Linked DNA regions of Sus scrofa: all the other regions are linked to region 1. The links are chromatin contacts, called in public targeted proximity ligation maps. All regions are on one chromosome and are shown on one strand. The core of a region is the stretch at or near the end of the contact, and the rest is flanking DNA. Distances in the headings are between cores, read along the strand shown.

Region 1 (2,625 bases), core at 39-2,538:
TGTTATCGCCCTAATTTTACAGAGGAAATGGAGGTTTAAAGAGGTGCCCCAACTGGGCCAAGGCCCAGCGGGGGATTCAAACCCAGGCGGTTGGCTCCAGAGCCCATGCCCGCAGCTCTGCAACCCACTGCCTCCCTTAAAATGTTCTGCTGTCTTGTGAGTGACAGAGTGGATTTGCGGCATGGCTCAGGAAATCTGAAGAGTCATTTTAGCAGAGCTAGAGATGTAACCATTGCCAAGGGCAGATGATCAGCCAGGTGAGGCTGAACTCGGGGGGATTATGAGCTAAGGTGGAAGATCTGAGCAATCAGTAAGGAAGAAGGGTCAGTGGTCGAGTCAGAATCACGCTCATTGGGTGCATCCCGCAATGATGCAGTAATTAGTTATTTATGTCTCTAAGCTCTTCATTTAGAAAGTCTGTATATAGTTACTTTCTAGGAGCCGTGTCACCTGTGCCCTGCACTATTGTATCCTTAATAGGAGTTTCTGTGGCGTGTCAATTAGCCCCTTTTGCGTCACAAAAGAGGAGTGTCTTAGTAAGGAAGAGCCCGAGGCAAGTGAAAAGCTTCAAGTGTTCTGGTAACATTTGGACACTCCCAACACTCAAGGGTGGAAAAGTCAACATTTGCCAAATTTCCAAGCAGTGCTTATCAGCCAGATTGTTTTCCCTCCCCGTTTATCCACCGCACGTTCTCTTTCCTTAGCCAAGGTCCTACCAAGTGCAGTTTGTGATAAGAGTGGGATGCTAACAGTACACATTTCGAAGACAAGACCACAGAATTTATAACTTTTCATGCCACACAGCAAATAGATTTGGGAATACTTCAGAACTTCTCATTTTAACTTTCTTCCCGATAGAGTCTATTTGCATCGCTGGTTTGAGCCTCGCAGACTTGGAGGGGAGCGGTGAAAGATGAACGGGCAGTGCTCAGCCACAAGGGGAGAAAAACGTCATCCAGACCCCAGAATAGCAACAGCAATAAATATGGTCATGTCGCTAGCTCTTCTGCTGAGGCCGAAGCGACAGACAGGGATCACATTTGCGGCACCTAACCAGCCTCCTGGCTACATGGGGCTGGCTCAGGGGTATAGAGGATTCATGCAGAAAAAGTTACCTGACAGAGCCTCTTGATTTGGGGTGACTTAGTACACAAAGGAGGGTGGCACGGACCCCACCGCAGGGCTGGAGGGGACTCGGCCCCCTTCTGGCCACAGGGGAATGTGTTCTAAATCGGCTGCTGCTTTCCGGACAGCTGGCTCAGGGCTCTTGAGAGCTGAGCCCAGAACTTCCCTGCATGTCTGCCTGAGAACTTGCTGTTATCTGCAGCTGCCACAGCCATCAAGGCACATGCGTAAGGGGGAAGGTGAAAAAGAGGGCTCTTGTGGGTCATCAGTTATTTAAAGCGGGCCCATCGGATTTCAGCCCCTTGGTTGTACAGAATCAGCACCTTTGCTCCAGGAGGTCTTGGAGGAAGCCGCGTCTCCCTCCCTTCAAAACTCTCCAGGTCCTCCCTTTGCCAGCCCAGCGACCTGACTCCCCACCATTTCTTCGACGTGTATTTCAGTTTCATACAATATACAGCAGTGTCTCTGGGTGGTTGTGGTTTTACCATCTTTCCTTTCTTTGGCCACGTGGAATTGGTCACACAGGGCTTTCATATTTTCATAACTTGCATACAGTCTCTTTTTAGACGAAAAACATTTTAAGCTAATATATAGGTACCCAATTTCCCCCCCTGCCTTTTGAAAACCAAAGCATCACCTGAATTGACCACTTTCCCTTTTTTTGATACACCTCCCTGCTCTAAAAGGATATCATTTCTTATCAAGCCCACCTCCTTCTCTCTGGATCTTTGGGGTTCACTTGGTCTCTCCAACCCAGTCCAAGGTCACACAGTTCACCCGTGTCACTGTGGCTATGTGCCACCTGTGTCCCTCCTGTAGCTTGAACAGGTACAGATTCAATTCCATGCTTCCATTTGTTTCCGTTCCATGCTTAGGACTTAAATTAAGCTTTTTCCCCTGGATCACCATAATTGCTTTTATTTGGGAGATACTGTAAGTGAAAAATGAAATGAAATGTTGTTTTAGATTTTGGTATCTCGCTAGAAACTTTAGCATTTTATTTTCTTGTCACTACTCTGCTTCTTTAGGATCTGATTAAGACTAACAAGATAAGTGAAGTAGTTGTTACAGCACTGGCTCTCGTGTTTGTTCTCTCAACGACCCTGGTGACGTTGGGTGGCTAAGAAAAAAGAAATCATGCCAGTGTGTTGAAGTTGGTGCCAAAGGAACATGGATGACTATTCGGTGCCTGGGACCCACTGCTGCCCAGAACCTTATCTTGTCCTATTTATACTTTCAATGAGCAAAATCTGACTTAGTGCAATCCTTGCAACATTAGCATTTTCTTTCTTTAAAGCTTATGTCTCTGAGTTTTAATGCCATCTTTCTCATGTGGCCAGGGACAATGCAGGCATAAATTAACTTCTCCGCTTATTATTTAGTGACTAAAAGAAGACAAAAGCAAGGACATTGAACAAATAAACTCCAATGTATTATTAAATATTCTAATTTGAATTACCAGGATAAATGCCAAATGACCTTAAATCCTGGGGAAGATGC
Region 2 (2,625 bases), core at 88-2,587, 91 kb before region 1:
GCCGTGGGACATCAGCCCAGGGTCCTGCTTGTGGCAGGCACTCCCTCCACATGTGTGTGGAACCGAATACACTGGAATGAACAAGTGGTAAGAATAACCAGCAGGGAGTTCCCATTGTGGTGCAGTGGTTAACGAATCCGACTAGCAAGCAAGAGGTTGTGGGCTCCATCCCTGGCCTTGCTCAGTGGGTTAAGGATCTGGAGTTGCTGTGAGCTGTGGTGTAGGCTGCAGACTCGGCTTGGATCCCGCCTTGCTGTGGCTCTGGCATAAGCCGGTGGCTACAGCTCCGATTAGACATCTAGCCTGGGAACCTCCATATGCCACAAGAGTGGCCCAAGAAGTGACAAAAAGAGAAAAAAAAAAAAAAAAAAAAGAATAACCAGCAAACCAAACCCATGAATTATTAATTTCACCTTGACCAGTGGATTATTCTGTTTCCCTTTTTCTATGAAAAAAATTCATATTTGGAATTTGGGGTTTGGAAAGAGAGTTTAAAAGTCATCTATTCCAAGAGACTTCTTTTTTCTTAACCCCAAATGTTACATATTAATGATAGGCACAGACAATTCTTAAGACTTCTAATTCTTACCAGAAGTCTTCACTTTAAGTCATCAACATACTGTATGCATGTGCGTACACACACGCTATTATATACTGAGTACTTTGTCACCCCCTCCCCCCAAATCCACATGTTGAAACCCCAACCCCCAATGTGATATTTGGAGGTGGGGCCATTGGGAGGTAATTCAGGTTAAGTTCATGAGGGCGAGAGTTGTGATGAGCTTAATGCTCTTATAAAAAGAGCAAGAGGAGTTCCCACTGTGGCACAGTGGAAACGAATCTGACTAGGAACCATGACACGAGGTTGCGGGTTCGATCCCTGGCCTCGCTCAGTGGATTAAGGATCCGGCATTGCCGTGAACTGTGGTGTAGGTTGCAGATGCAGCTCGGATCTGGCATTGCTGTGGCTGTGGTGTAGGCTGGCAGCTGTAGCTCCGAGTAGATCCCCTAGCCTGGGAATCTCTGTATGCTGCCGGTGTGGCCCTAAAAAGAAAAAAAAGAAAAAAAAAAAAAGAGGAAGAGACACCCGAGTTCTCTTTCTCCAGGTACATGCATGTATGAGGACACAGTGAGAAGGCAGCCAGGTGTGGGCCAGGAAGGTGGCCATCACCAGAACCCAACCATGCTGACACCCTGATCTTGGACTCCCAGCCTCCAAAACTCGGAAAAAAATAAATGTCCATTGTATAAACCATCTAGTCTATGGTAGCTTGTTACAGCAACCCATGGTGACTAATACACATGTTTACACACAGGAAGACAAAGCCTGACGAGGGCGTTGCCAAGGCTACTACCCCCCCAAGAGGGCTCTCAGTAATACATTTAACAGAGTCTCTTTTTAATCTCATGACCAGCCGCCTCCCACAACTGATAAACATCACTTAAAATATGAATCGCGATGGAAAGGAAATCACAACCGTGGGGCAAAGAGTCAGACATAGAGTTTTCCAATCATCCTTCCCCTGTGTCCGAGTCCCCACTACTTCCTTAGTGACCCATCCAAAGTCTCGTCTCAGCTTTCCTGGCTTAGAAACCCGGTTTCATCAGCACTTTGAAGTACAGCCATCCCTTGGGGCCGACTCACATGACCAAGGCTCACAAGACTGATGTATAACTCCAGAAGGCCAGTTCATCAGTTTACAACGAGCAACGCACACTTCACAAAGGCCAGGAGCTTGCACGGATACCACCTGGGCAGGCTCGCCCTGCTGGCAGACCTCTAAGGGAAGCTCCACCAAAATTAGAAGGTTACTGGTGAATGTGGAATCAGGGCGGGAGCACGAGATGAAGCAAGTATCTGATGGCATCGGGCTGAGCTAGGCTGATGTGCCCATTTCCTCATTCGGATCATCTTGCCAATAAAGCCATACATGGTTGGCTAGAGCTCCCTGCATCCTTCCCCATAATAGAAACGTCCTTGCCAATGCAACTGCAACGCTCCAAGGTTTTGGCCACAGCTTTGCTCTCCTCTGGAAGGTGTGTGGATGGGCACTGCCAATGTCTGCCTCTGTGACTCTTTTTCTATACCGCTGTGGGTGACCCAATCTTCCGAGGTTTGAATACACAGTCAGGTTGCAAGGAAATCTTGCTGTGCTATAGTGATGCTATCACTTAATGGTCACTTGGGATATTTCCATGCAGTCTCCTGGGCTCATGTTAGAGGTGAACTCTCAGAGGGCGACCTTATTTCTGAGTTCTAAGGGGACAGCTCACTGTGTCACTCATACTCATGGCAACTTAGGTTTCTGTGTACGGAGGCAATCATCCACAAGCACATTCACATACATCTACTTGTATGCTTTTCATGATCTGTGACAACTTAGCCCTTTGGTGATGGAGCCATTCCCACTCGGCTGTGTTTTTTCCTTAGTTTTTAATTGAACTATGGACTAATACTTTTTTTTTTTTTCGTCTTTTTGCCTTTTCTAGGGCCGCTCCAGTGGCATATGGAGATTCCAAGGTTAGGGGTCGAATCGGAGCTGCAGCCACTGGCCTACGTCAGAGCCACAGCAACGCTGGATCCTTAACCCACTGAGCAAGGGCAGGGATCGAACCTGCAACCTC
Region 3 (2,625 bases), core at 55-2,554, 69 kb before region 1:
TTTTCCCATCCCTTAGCCATCCCTTGGCAAAGATTCCCGCTCCCTGCCATTTGCCACTTGTTCTGGGCTATTTTAATTCTGGACAAGCTGTGGTAGTAGGCTATATTTAAATTGGCCTGCTCTGCGAAGAAACATGGCAAATTCACGTGGCACCTTTTCCCGTTTCGACACACTCCAATTGTGTGCCGGCTTTGTACGAGCTGCCTGCGTGAGTTTCTGTGTCACACACGCTGGCTTAGCTCCCATTCCCGGCTTCTCAGGTGTTTACCCCCGCAAGAGGTGCAGCGGGGTGGACTTCTGGCAGCGATGACACGTGGCAGGGACCCAAGAGCAGTCACCCCCAACTCTGAGACACAAACACAATAACGAAAGGAAAGGAAGAAGATGCCTCCAGCTCCCCGGCTGCGTGCGCCTGAAATATCTGCAAAATAATTTCTCAAAGGCTGAACCGCAGATGCGAATTTCTATAAAACGAAATGCCTCTACCAAGAGAGCCTAATGGGAAATTGCATGGCTGTCAAAAGCCAGCTCTCTCAAGTTTCTGAGCTTTTAGAAGTGGACATTCTAAGACACTTTTGGTTCTAACCTCTCTCGCAACCGCTCCCCCCATCCACTGCCATAGGTTTACATACTTCTGTGCTAGACAGAAGGTGTACATGCTTCCTCGAGTCAAACTGTTGCTTCAGAGAAGAAGAGGCTGGAAATGCCCCCCTAAAATCATTAAAAGTTAAATAAAAGGTCAAAAACCACTTTTCTAGGGAGCTGTTGTTGAGGTCTTGCCAGCTTTCACAGTTCAAAGCTAGCCGAAAGCTAGAATCTATTATGAAGATCTGAAGACAGTTACAGTTTTAAGGAAATATTTTATTTTATTAAGGAAATATTTGCCAAGCCCAGGACTTTTGCCTTGAGACCTTACTGTACAAAGGCTGGGGTGGACATGTTCGTTTTGCTGGCAGGGGCATTAAAATCGGAGTAGTGATCTTTTTCTTGTAGCCCCTCTAGGGAGCTGCAGTACAGAAACCAGGATTTCTGCCTATTTACTCTGGAGGTATTTACTTTAACTACTGGAGCCACCAGACTTTACCTGCAAACTGCCAAGATTCTACTGCACATTTTGCCGAATAAATCTGACTGCCCAGGCAGGTAGTAAATAACAGACGGGGCTTCTGTTTTTTGGAATGAGCCAGAAAACCAGCTTAGAAATGTCACGTTAAAAAAACATGCACCCACGTAGACTGGTGAATTAATATGAAACCATTTTTAAATGTCCCTAACAAAGGAGGGGCCCATGGCAAGACTATCTGGTTACATGCAGTCAGGGCTGCAAGCTTTCAAATTTATCTGCCTAGTAGCAAAACAGGCACGAAGAAAATGGATCTGAACGGAGATGCCCGTTTTTACTAGAAGGCACACAAGTGTTACCGAGGATCATTATGTTCTGAATATCAGGCAAACACAACTCAAAATAAATCCCACAGTACCCTTAGTGCTCTAAGCGTTTCCAAATTCCAGTAGAGAAAATGCCATTTGGTTTGTCCCCAGTGTGTTCCCCCCCGGGCTCCCTGGTGTTCTTTCAGGTAATAAAACCACCTAAATCTTTTTAGTTTTTTCCCTAAAATGCTGTCCAAGCTCATTCGTAAAAGGGAACGTGGCAAAGAAAACAAGTGGGAGGGGCCACTCTTTCACCATCACCATGCACAACTATTTCGAGTAAATCACGCATTTACAAGTCTGGATCAAGGACCTGCCATGGGATTGCTGCCAACGGGAGTATAATTTTGGCTACATCACCACAGATAATGGGAGCATAATGTCCCTAAAGGACCCTCAGATCCTGGAGTGTGACTGCTCTCACAGCCACCAGGACGGTCCTCACACAACCAGGAATTGAGGGGGCTTTTCTGCACTCCCAGCTCCCAGAACACAGGGACGGAAAGGTCGTGGTCAGACAACTTTTTAGGTCAGAATCAAGGCAGGAGAGACCCATGTTGGCTTTTAGAAAATAACTTAAATGATGATTATTATTTTTAGGGCCACACGTGTGGCATATGGAAGTTCTCGGGCTAGGGGTTGAATAGGAGCTACAGCAACGCCAGAGGCAAGCCGTGTCTGCAACCTATACTGCAGCTCACTGCATCGTCAGATCCTTAATCCCCTGAGTGAGGGGGTCAAATCCACCTCCCGAGTTAGTGGATTAGTTGGGTTTGTTTCCACTGAGTCACAAACGGCAACCCCTATTCGTGCTTTTGAGGACATATTTTTATTATCTTCCTTATTAACAGTTCAGTTTTGATGATATTGTGGCTTCTCTGTGATGATTACCAACTAACACACAGACAGATCATACCTGCTCCAAGATTACCATAAACAAAGGGCTTAGGTGTCATTATTTCTAGGAATCACAGAGTACAGGAGAAGAGAAATTACATCCCATTTCTTTAGGAGCCTGGGCGAGGAGCTAACATTAAACAGACCAATAAAACCACAGGTGGTAGGTGCTGAAAGTAAAGGGGCACAGGTCAAATATCTGGGTTTGGGGCAGGGGCCCAAAGATGGGTGGAAAAAAATGGGACAGGAACCCAAAGTTTATACCAGCCATGGGCATACTTCACACAACCTGAACTA

What was found.
Region 2: a contact with region 1 is called in a targeted proximity ligation map of skeletal muscle. A contact is called at or near these places in 3 of 47 Hi-C or Micro-C datasets (psoas muscle and skeletal muscle) and 1 of 2 datasets of targeted methods (skeletal muscle).
Region 3: a contact with region 1 is called in a targeted proximity ligation map of skeletal muscle. A contact is called at or near these places in 3 of 47 Hi-C or Micro-C datasets (epiblast stem cells, heart right ventricle and skeletal muscle) and 1 of 2 datasets of targeted methods (skeletal muscle).

Annotation. Positions count from the first base shown.
Region 1 is chr4:61,605,179-61,607,803 of Sscrofa11.1, reverse strand. No RefSeq gene overlaps it. Among named protein-coding and RNA genes, the nearest start is that of GDAP1, 10 kb to the right of the region's middle.
Region 2 is chr4:61,696,408-61,699,032 of Sscrofa11.1, reverse strand. The region is part of intron 3 of JPH1 (junctophilin-1); the gene reads right to left. Among named protein-coding and RNA genes, the nearest start is that of JPH1, 69 kb to the right of the region's middle.
Region 3 is chr4:61,674,225-61,676,849 of Sscrofa11.1, reverse strand. The region is part of intron 2 of JPH1 (junctophilin-1); the gene reads right to left. Among named protein-coding and RNA genes, the nearest start is that of JPH1, 47 kb to the right of the region's middle.